Regions from separate parts of the Manis pentadactyla genome. Here region 2 is linked to region 1. Evidence: chromatin contacts called from public Hi-C data. All regions are on one chromosome and are shown on one strand. Each heading gives the region's core, a stretch centred on a gene start, on an enhancer-like site or on the middle of the called end of the contact. The rest is flanking DNA. Distances are from core to core; before and after follow the strand shown.

The links. Hi-C and Micro-C count contacts between places; a contact is called where the count stands out from the background.
Region 2: a contact with region 1 is called in a Hi-C map of fibroblasts, with 2.5 times the contacts expected there. The contact joins the promoter of LOC118924470 here to the promoter of LOC118924456 in region 1. A contact is called at or near these places in 2 of 3 Hi-C or Micro-C datasets (fibroblasts and skin fibroblasts).

Annotation. Positions count from the first base shown.
Region 1 is chr15:61,517,252-61,521,066 of mManPen7.hap1, forward strand. LOC118924456 (chymotrypsinogen 2) reads left to right here and starts at 1,637. Exons shown (of 7, transcript XM_036909269.2): 1 at 1,637-1,740; 2 at 2,468-2,571; 3 at 2,672-2,751; 4 at 3,128-3,206; 5 at 3,565-3,745. The coding sequence starts at 1,689.
Region 2 is chr15:61,760,135-61,763,949 of mManPen7.hap1, forward strand. LOC118924470 (carbohydrate sulfotransferase 6) reads right to left here and starts at 1,806. Exons shown (of 3, transcript XM_036909300.2): 1 at 1,577-1,806. TMEM231 (transmembrane protein 231) reads right to left here and starts at 3,275. Exons shown (of 7, transcript XM_036909296.2): 1 at 1,723-3,275; 2 at 1,466-1,635. The coding sequence starts at 2,173.

The DNA of each region.
Region 1 (3,815 bases), core at 387-2,886:
TGCTGAGCGGCCGCCCAGCTACAGCCCCGGGCCGCCCCCCGCCCCCGCGGGTGTGGGCGCACCTGCCGACCCCCCGCAGCTGCGCGGTTCTCAGGCTCGGCCGCTGGGGCGCGTGGGGCGTGGGCGGCCCGGCCGGGCCAGCTGGTGGCTCCCACGGGTCAGCCCGGGCCGCCCTGCCTCCCCGTCGGCCAGGCGCTGCCCCTGCGGGCCTCCCGACACCCCGGCCGGCGCGCTTTGCCCTCTGTGCCCCCCGCCGGGGCGCCGGCTCCTCGGGGCTGGGCTTGGCTGCAGACTCGCGCTTTGCGACTTCAATGTCCCCTTCGGAGTGAGGCCCTCCCGCCTCCGTATTGATAATGATAATGAGCGATAAGTCCTTAGCTGGCAATAATGTATATTTTCCTTTCTTTTTTTTTTTTTTAACTTTTCTCTTTAACCCCTCCCACCCGTGTCGCCATGTAACCTTGCTAAAGGCGGGGATCTGTGTTTCTGTTCCTTTGTTCTATTCCAGCGGGAGCCTGGTGAGCTTTGGGTGACAGATGCGTCCTGTCTTAGGCCTGCCTTCGCACCTGGCACCTTGCGCCCATCCCTCCCGGCCCCTGGGCAATCCCTGGAGCCTGCAGAGGGCGCCAGCCGGCGACTCAAGGGGGGTGCAAAGACCCTCCCCCGGGGTGGGCTGCGTGAGGCCGGTCCTCGCACGCTCAGCATGGCGTGTGCCCTTCCCGACTGTGGGACTCGTACTTTAAGCATCCCCATTTTACATACTTTGAAATGGGATCAGAGAGGGCAAGTAACTTGCCCGAGGCCCCACGGTTATTTTGTGCCAAAATCTGTACAGTGAACCCCCAACAGTCTAATCGTCAATTCAACAGAAATTAAAGACAGCCATGAGATACCGTTTTCCCCCTGTGCTTTCTCGCTGCCCAGTTTCTCAGTTGTTGGGAAAGTGGCCCTCCCTTCCCCATTTCCTGCCTGGGCCAGCCTCTGCCAGCCCTCTCCTGGCCAGAGCAGGGGCTCCTTGGATGGCCCCTGGGCCCATCTTGCCCCAGGATGTCACAGGCTCAATTCCAGGGCACCATGGGATGGCTGCATGTGAGCAGGCCGTGGGCACCTTGCCCCCATGAGCCGCACTCCACACAGCCCGAGGGACCGCCGCAGACACTGAGCTGAGACTGCGCCGAGCCTTCTTGGCCATCCTGGAGACCAGGGAGCGTCCTCAGCCCCTGGCAGCCATGCCCTCACCCATGACTCGGTCCCCACACTTGCTCCCAAAAACTGCCCTGCGGTTTTTGAATAACTAGTACCAACTAAATTACTTGTCCGAGGTCCCCCAGACTAGGGGAGACCAGCCTGGGGCTCAAACCCTTCTCAGGCCTGGCTGCCTACACAGAGGCAAGGCCCCCCGAGGCAGCAGAGGAGAAAGAGCAAGTGACCCAACTTGCCCTTGGGTGTGGGCCAGGGGCCACCTTGTTCGGCCCCTCCTTTGCCCTTCGCCCTGGCTCCAGGCTTAGCCATGGGCCACAGCTGCTGCCATCCCAGGCTCCGATGCCAGCCCTGCTCTGGCACATCCTGCCCACTTGGGCACACAGGAAAGGGATTGTCATGTCAAGGTCTCCAGATAACAGCTGGTGCACTGAGCTATAACTGGGAGCCCTCTGGGCAGGCACCTCCACCTCCCTGACCACAGCACCATGGCTTTGCTCTGGCTCATCTCCTGTTGCGCCCTCCTGGGCACAGCCTTCGGTGAGTGCCGGGGCAGGCAGAGGCCAGGGAGGCTGTCCCCCCTCTCCTCCAAGCCTGAAGCCGGCCAGGGGCAGCAGCATCCTGCTCCCTGTCCGGCCATGCGCGGTGGTGTGGCCTGAGCGAGTCTCTGCCCCGCTCTGAGGCTCACCATCTCCACGGCCTCAGCAGGGACACGGGGAGAACTGGATCCGATCGGCCAGTGTGAGGCCCCTGGGGAGGAGGTGGGCCTTCCTGGCTCTGCCCCCAGGCCTCACACCCTGTGCAGGGGTCGGGGAGGACAAGTCCAGGGGAACAGAAGGTTCTCTGGTCAGGGGCTCAGCTGGTGAGCTGGTGGGCAGGAGTAGCTTGGCCCTTGAACTCAGCCCTTTTAAACTCGTGTTTACTGAGCACTTACGATGTGCCAGGAACAGAGCACATTCCTGTTTTGCCTGTATCCTTATACCAAGTCTGCGACATTAACAACTGTATGCTCCCCTTTCTGCCAATGGGAACTGAGATGGAGAGGTTGAGCTAGGCAGTGAGGAGGCTGGGTTCAGACCCACAGAGTCAGCCTCCCAGGGGAGCTGCGGCCCTACTGCCGCTCCACACTCAACCTGTTGGGTTGGTCTGGGCTGAGGCACACGTCAGACTAAGTTGTCTCTGGGGGATTCCTGGGTCAATGGGACCTGGGCTGGGGGGTCCAGAATCCACCCTGGCCTCCACTCGTCAGTGATACTCCCACCCACAGGCTGCGGGGTCCCTGCCATCCACCCTGTGCTGAGTGGTCTGTCCAGGATTGTCAATGGGGAGGAGGCTGTTCCCGGCTCCTGGCCCTGGCAGGTGTCCCTGCAGGTGAGGGGGCATTCTGCACGTGAGTGGGGAGCCCTGGCTTGTGAGCCAGGCTGGAGGTTGCTGGGGTCCAGCCAGCACTGACCAGCCCATCTTCAAACAGGACAGCACCGGCTTCCACTTCTGCGGTGGCTCCCTCATCAGTGAGGACTGGGTGGTCACTGCAGCCCACTGCAGTGTCAGGTGAGGGCCTGGGATCCCCAGGAAACCCCTTGGGGTGGGAGCAAAGCCCTGAGCCAGTGCTGAGGACTAGCCCTCTAATGCCTTAGTTCATCAGGTTCCTTATTTGGAAATGTGTGGCCAACTCAAGTCCTGCTTGTCTCCCAGGGGTCGCTGGGAAGGAAACACCGCAGGCTGTAGGTGGCTGTTTCTGGGGCAGTGGTTGCTGTTTTAAGTTCCATCTGTGATCAACACCACACAAGTGTGTGCACATCTACAAAGGTGCACACGACCCTTAGGCCTGCACACGCGTGCTCTCACACACACACAAGCACCCTGCACCTCCCGCCTGCCCCCACCTCACAGCAGGAACCCCCCTCCCTTCTCTGACCCTCTCCAGAACTTCCCACCTGGTCGTGGCTGGGGAGTTTGACCAGGGCTCAGCCGCCGAGGACATCCAGGTGCTGAAGATCGCCAAGGTACTGTGGCCTCCAAAGTCCAGGCGACCCCCGGCAGGGCAGGCTGTCAGGAGGGTGCAGCCCAGGCTAACTGGGCTGGACCAAGAGGCCTGAAACCCCCGGAAAGGGGCTGTGTGCCTCCTCCAGATCATCCCAGTACCCGCTCATGACTGGCAAAGCAGGAAGCAGGGAGTGCGAGGGGCCACACGGGGGAAGGTCTGAACCTCGGTCTTGGGTCTGGGCCTCTGGCTCCTGGGGCCACGGCAGGAGCTGCCTAGTAAAACTGGCCATTGTCCAGAGAGGGGCGCTGAGGCCATGAGGTGTTGCCTGGCTCGTGTGGCTTCTTCCCGGCCCCCAACCACGGCTGTCTGACCCCCAGGTTTTTAAGAACCCCAAGTTCAACATGTTTACCATCAACAACGACATCACCCTGCTGAAGCTGGCCACGCCCGCCCGCTTCTCCCAGACCGTGTCCGCCGTGTGCCTGCCCAGCAATGATGACGACTTCCCTGCTGGGATGCTGTGCGCCACCACTGGCTGGGGCCTGACCAAATACGACAGTGAGTGACACCAGCGGGACGTGCATGCGGAGGCGGCAGCTGCAGGGCAGAGCTGTGGTGCTGACCGCCC
Region 2 (3,815 bases), core at 556-3,055, 240 kb after region 1:
ACAGACCTGATAATTTAAGGAATCAAAATGTTCAGCAATGTGTGCTACAAAACCAGCAGATTTCCACCCCATGGCAAATATTTTCATCTCATTTACCTGATTATTTAGAAACGTATTTCCATACCTTCAAGTAACATTTGCATTGGCATTTCTCATTTCTCACTTTTGAGAATTCTCTACTGATTTCCCACAAAGAGAGATGAAGATTAATTTTCTTGCCCTTCCTCTTGCCAGCCCTCCCATCCCCAGATACCTTCTCCCCATTCCACCCACCCACAAAAAGTTAAACTCTCCTTCTGGTTATCTAAGTAATAGGTAAACCCTATTCACAACTCTGATTACTTTGCCTTTCTCACTTTTCTCTTACTTCTCGGAAGTGAATAATTATTTTATTTGCTTGCTTAGTTTTCTATATACTTATACAATTTCAACAGCTTGTTTTCCAGTTCCCTGAAATTTGATGTTTAGAGGTGTAAGATTTACTCAAAATCTTGTTCACTGCAACATTCTAATAGTGAAAAAAAAAAAAAGAGCAAATCAAATATCCATCAGTAAGGAACTGGTTAAATACATTAGTTATTCCATAGCATGAAATACTTTGCAGCTGTTAAGAACATCCTTGATTAACCAAACTGAGCCTTTAATTTTGTCATTATATATACCTGTAGCTCTTCAATAATCTACAATGAGCACGCATTTTTAAAACTAGAATACAAGAAAATTTAAAGTAATCAGAAAAAAGTAATCTGAAATAAATTTTGTTGTTGTTATTCATATGACCAGATTTAAAACTTTCATTTTACTTACTTGCTGGAATAAGTATGAATTTTTGTTTTCTCAGCTACACAGATTTGACTTGTAGGACGCTCATCTCAGAGCTATTCTAAAGAGATTCAACTTTGGAGAGAGGAAAACCATAATCTTCATATTTCTAAAGGAAAATGTTTTCAGAAAATAAGCAGAAGGGCAGTGATTGTCCAGGAAGCACTCTTTCTGAATCAAATATACATTATAGAGAGTGAAATGCTTCCTTGTCATCCGGACAGCTGCTGAAACAGCATCTAATGAGACAAGCCCAGGGAGGAGGGACTGGACCAGCAGCACTTTCTGGGCAGGTCGATTAACCAATCAGCGTCTTGGCTTCCACGAGTAGAGTCTGCATAAAAATATATGCCCATTTCCGACGGCCAGACCCAAGGGAGTGACAGGGGGCGGTCAGAGACATGCTTTCCCCAGGCTTCTGGACTCGGTAGGACACTCATACGCTGGCAGCAGTTTCTTGGGGTTGGGGACGGCTTGGAGAAGTCGAACGAAACATGCGATTTAATTTCCAGGAAATTAAATATATGCTCAAGCTAACGAATTTGTGTACGCTGCTTCCGTGGGTTCTAAGCTCGCCCCCTTCTTCCCTCCCACTCCCGTCCGAGTCCGGGTGGGAGGCTAGGCCCAGCCGGGAACCACGCACCGAAACGAGCGGGACGCGCAGGTGATCCCGCTGCAGCCGGTTGAAGGCGGGGAACGTGCTCCAGGCCAGGAACCCGCCGCGCTCGGGGCCCAGCAGGACGACGAGCAGTACCTGATGCTGGAAGCGCACGGTGGGCTGCTCCTCGTAGCTGCTCCGCTTCAGCCAAAACCCTGAGGTAAAGAGGACAGGAAGGCGGCGGGGAGGTCAGGAAGGCCGCGGCGGGGAGCTGTGTCGCGCACCGGACGGGACAGGCTCACCATGGCTGCGGAAGGCCACCAGCAGCGGCGGGATGTACGTGAGCGCGGCGGCCAGCAGCAGGAACACCGCGGCCTTGGAGCAGAGCCCTGCGCGGTAACCGCGCTCGATAGGGTGAGAGAACAGCTCGTACAGCGCCATGAGCGCCGTGACGAATCCCGCCGCCAGCAAGGATCCCTCCGCGGTTCCAGAGGAAGGACCAAGTTTGGCTTCTCCTGGTTGCCATAGCCCTGGTCTCCACGGCAACAGAACGCAGGCAAAGGAACCAATAGAAAGGACGCGGGGCATGGTAGGGGTGGGGCTAACAGGGCGCGGAGACCACTGGTTGACTGTTGATCTCGCTGGACGCGTTTCGCACGCTTTCCCAGAGGGCTGAGCGTTAGTAGGGTGTTTCTGTGCATTGAGGTCGTAGTCGTCCTCCGCGTTAACATTTGTGTAAAGTAAGATTTTCATAAAAAGTCAACTAAAATACTTGCTGTGTGCCATCTGTTAATCTTCAATGTGGTTCATACTTAAAAGTCCAGCCATTCATGGCACACTGTACCCTGGAGGATAATGCACAGAACTGGCAGTGGTCCTGGGTCTGGTCCTGGCGTAAGACCAAAGCCAGGTCCCTTTATTTCCAAACGTTGTTGTTTTCACAATACTCCACAGCAGGACAGACTCGGAAACAGGACACAAATCTGGCTCTTCGAGGGATAAATGATAACTACATACCTCTCTGCTATATTTACTTTATATTGGGTATAAGTCTGGCAACCGGTTGTAAGAGAAGCTATGGTCCTCCCCACAGATAACATTGGCTTATCACTTGAATGCTTCCATTCAATTGAATGCTTTCACCACCACCCCCAAACCATATTTTGAACATGGCAGAAAGATTTATTTTAACTACTCTGTGCTCAGTGTGGAGTCCAGTAGTTGATGCCCCTATTTTGGAAGCAACCTAGAAGTGGCTTTTAGATGAAGAGAACAGCTGAGATCCTAACAACACAGACACTGGGAGGTCAAGACCTGCCCATTTGGGCCTGCTTCTGGTTTCCAGACAGCCTGCTCTCCTGCCTTATGGAGAGGTGTTTTCACTTTGCTTAATGAACTCCTGCCACTTGAAACTTGAAAAAAAAAAAAGGCCTGCCCAGCTATCCAGGGTCCTTACCACAGTCCAAGGTGACAATGTCATCAGCCAAAAGCTGCTTTTTTCTGTATCCAGTCCAGTCCTACTTATTCTTTCTTTGAAGCTTTTCTGGGGTGGCAACACAGCTCAGCTCTTAAATACAGCAATTGTTAGGTTTAAATAGATGTTATGATTCTGACATTACACTACATCTATATTTTAGGTGGATGGCTTTCATTTATTTAAATAACATTAAAATAAGGTTCTAGAATAGCTGGTTCTAGTGTCACCTTTTGAGGGTGACTTCTCTGTTCTGAGGAAGTTTTCCTTCAACAGAAGGAAACACGTTAGCTAATGCTATGAGCCTTGCAAAAGCATTTACTAATAATGGATACCAATATTTTACTCTTTGCTTCCATTATTTGAAGAAGCTAGTCTTTGACATTTTGTTTCAATTCTTTAAAAAGAGAATTTCGTTTTTTATAAAATGCTAAAGATATGTATATACCGTGTTTTTTTCATACATTCATGATTTGAGAACTACTCAGTTTCCATTTCCATAATTTTCTCATGTATCATACAATTTACCGCTAAGGACAAAGAGAGTTGTTCTCTTAAAACAACACATTTTAATCATGTTCCACTTTCTGGACATTCCCATTCTGGGTGTCTTGAACCAGTTTAGAACTCCTGAATGTTTGATTCAAGGCTTTCTAATACCTCTTTCATGTTGAGATTTATCTGTGTCACCGAACCTTTGGCTTCCCAGTTTCCCTTTTCACCTCCGGCCTTTGTTTCTACCTGTTTTGGAAAGTTTATCCTTTGGAAAATGTACCTTTCTCTCTAAAGGTGAATCTAACATAAGATTCACATTCTCTGTGAAGTCTTTCTTGATAAGTGTCATTGGCCTCATGGTGGCTCCCACTGTCCCAGCCATCCTGCAGCCTCCATGATCACATACCTCCCCCAACATCTGCAATT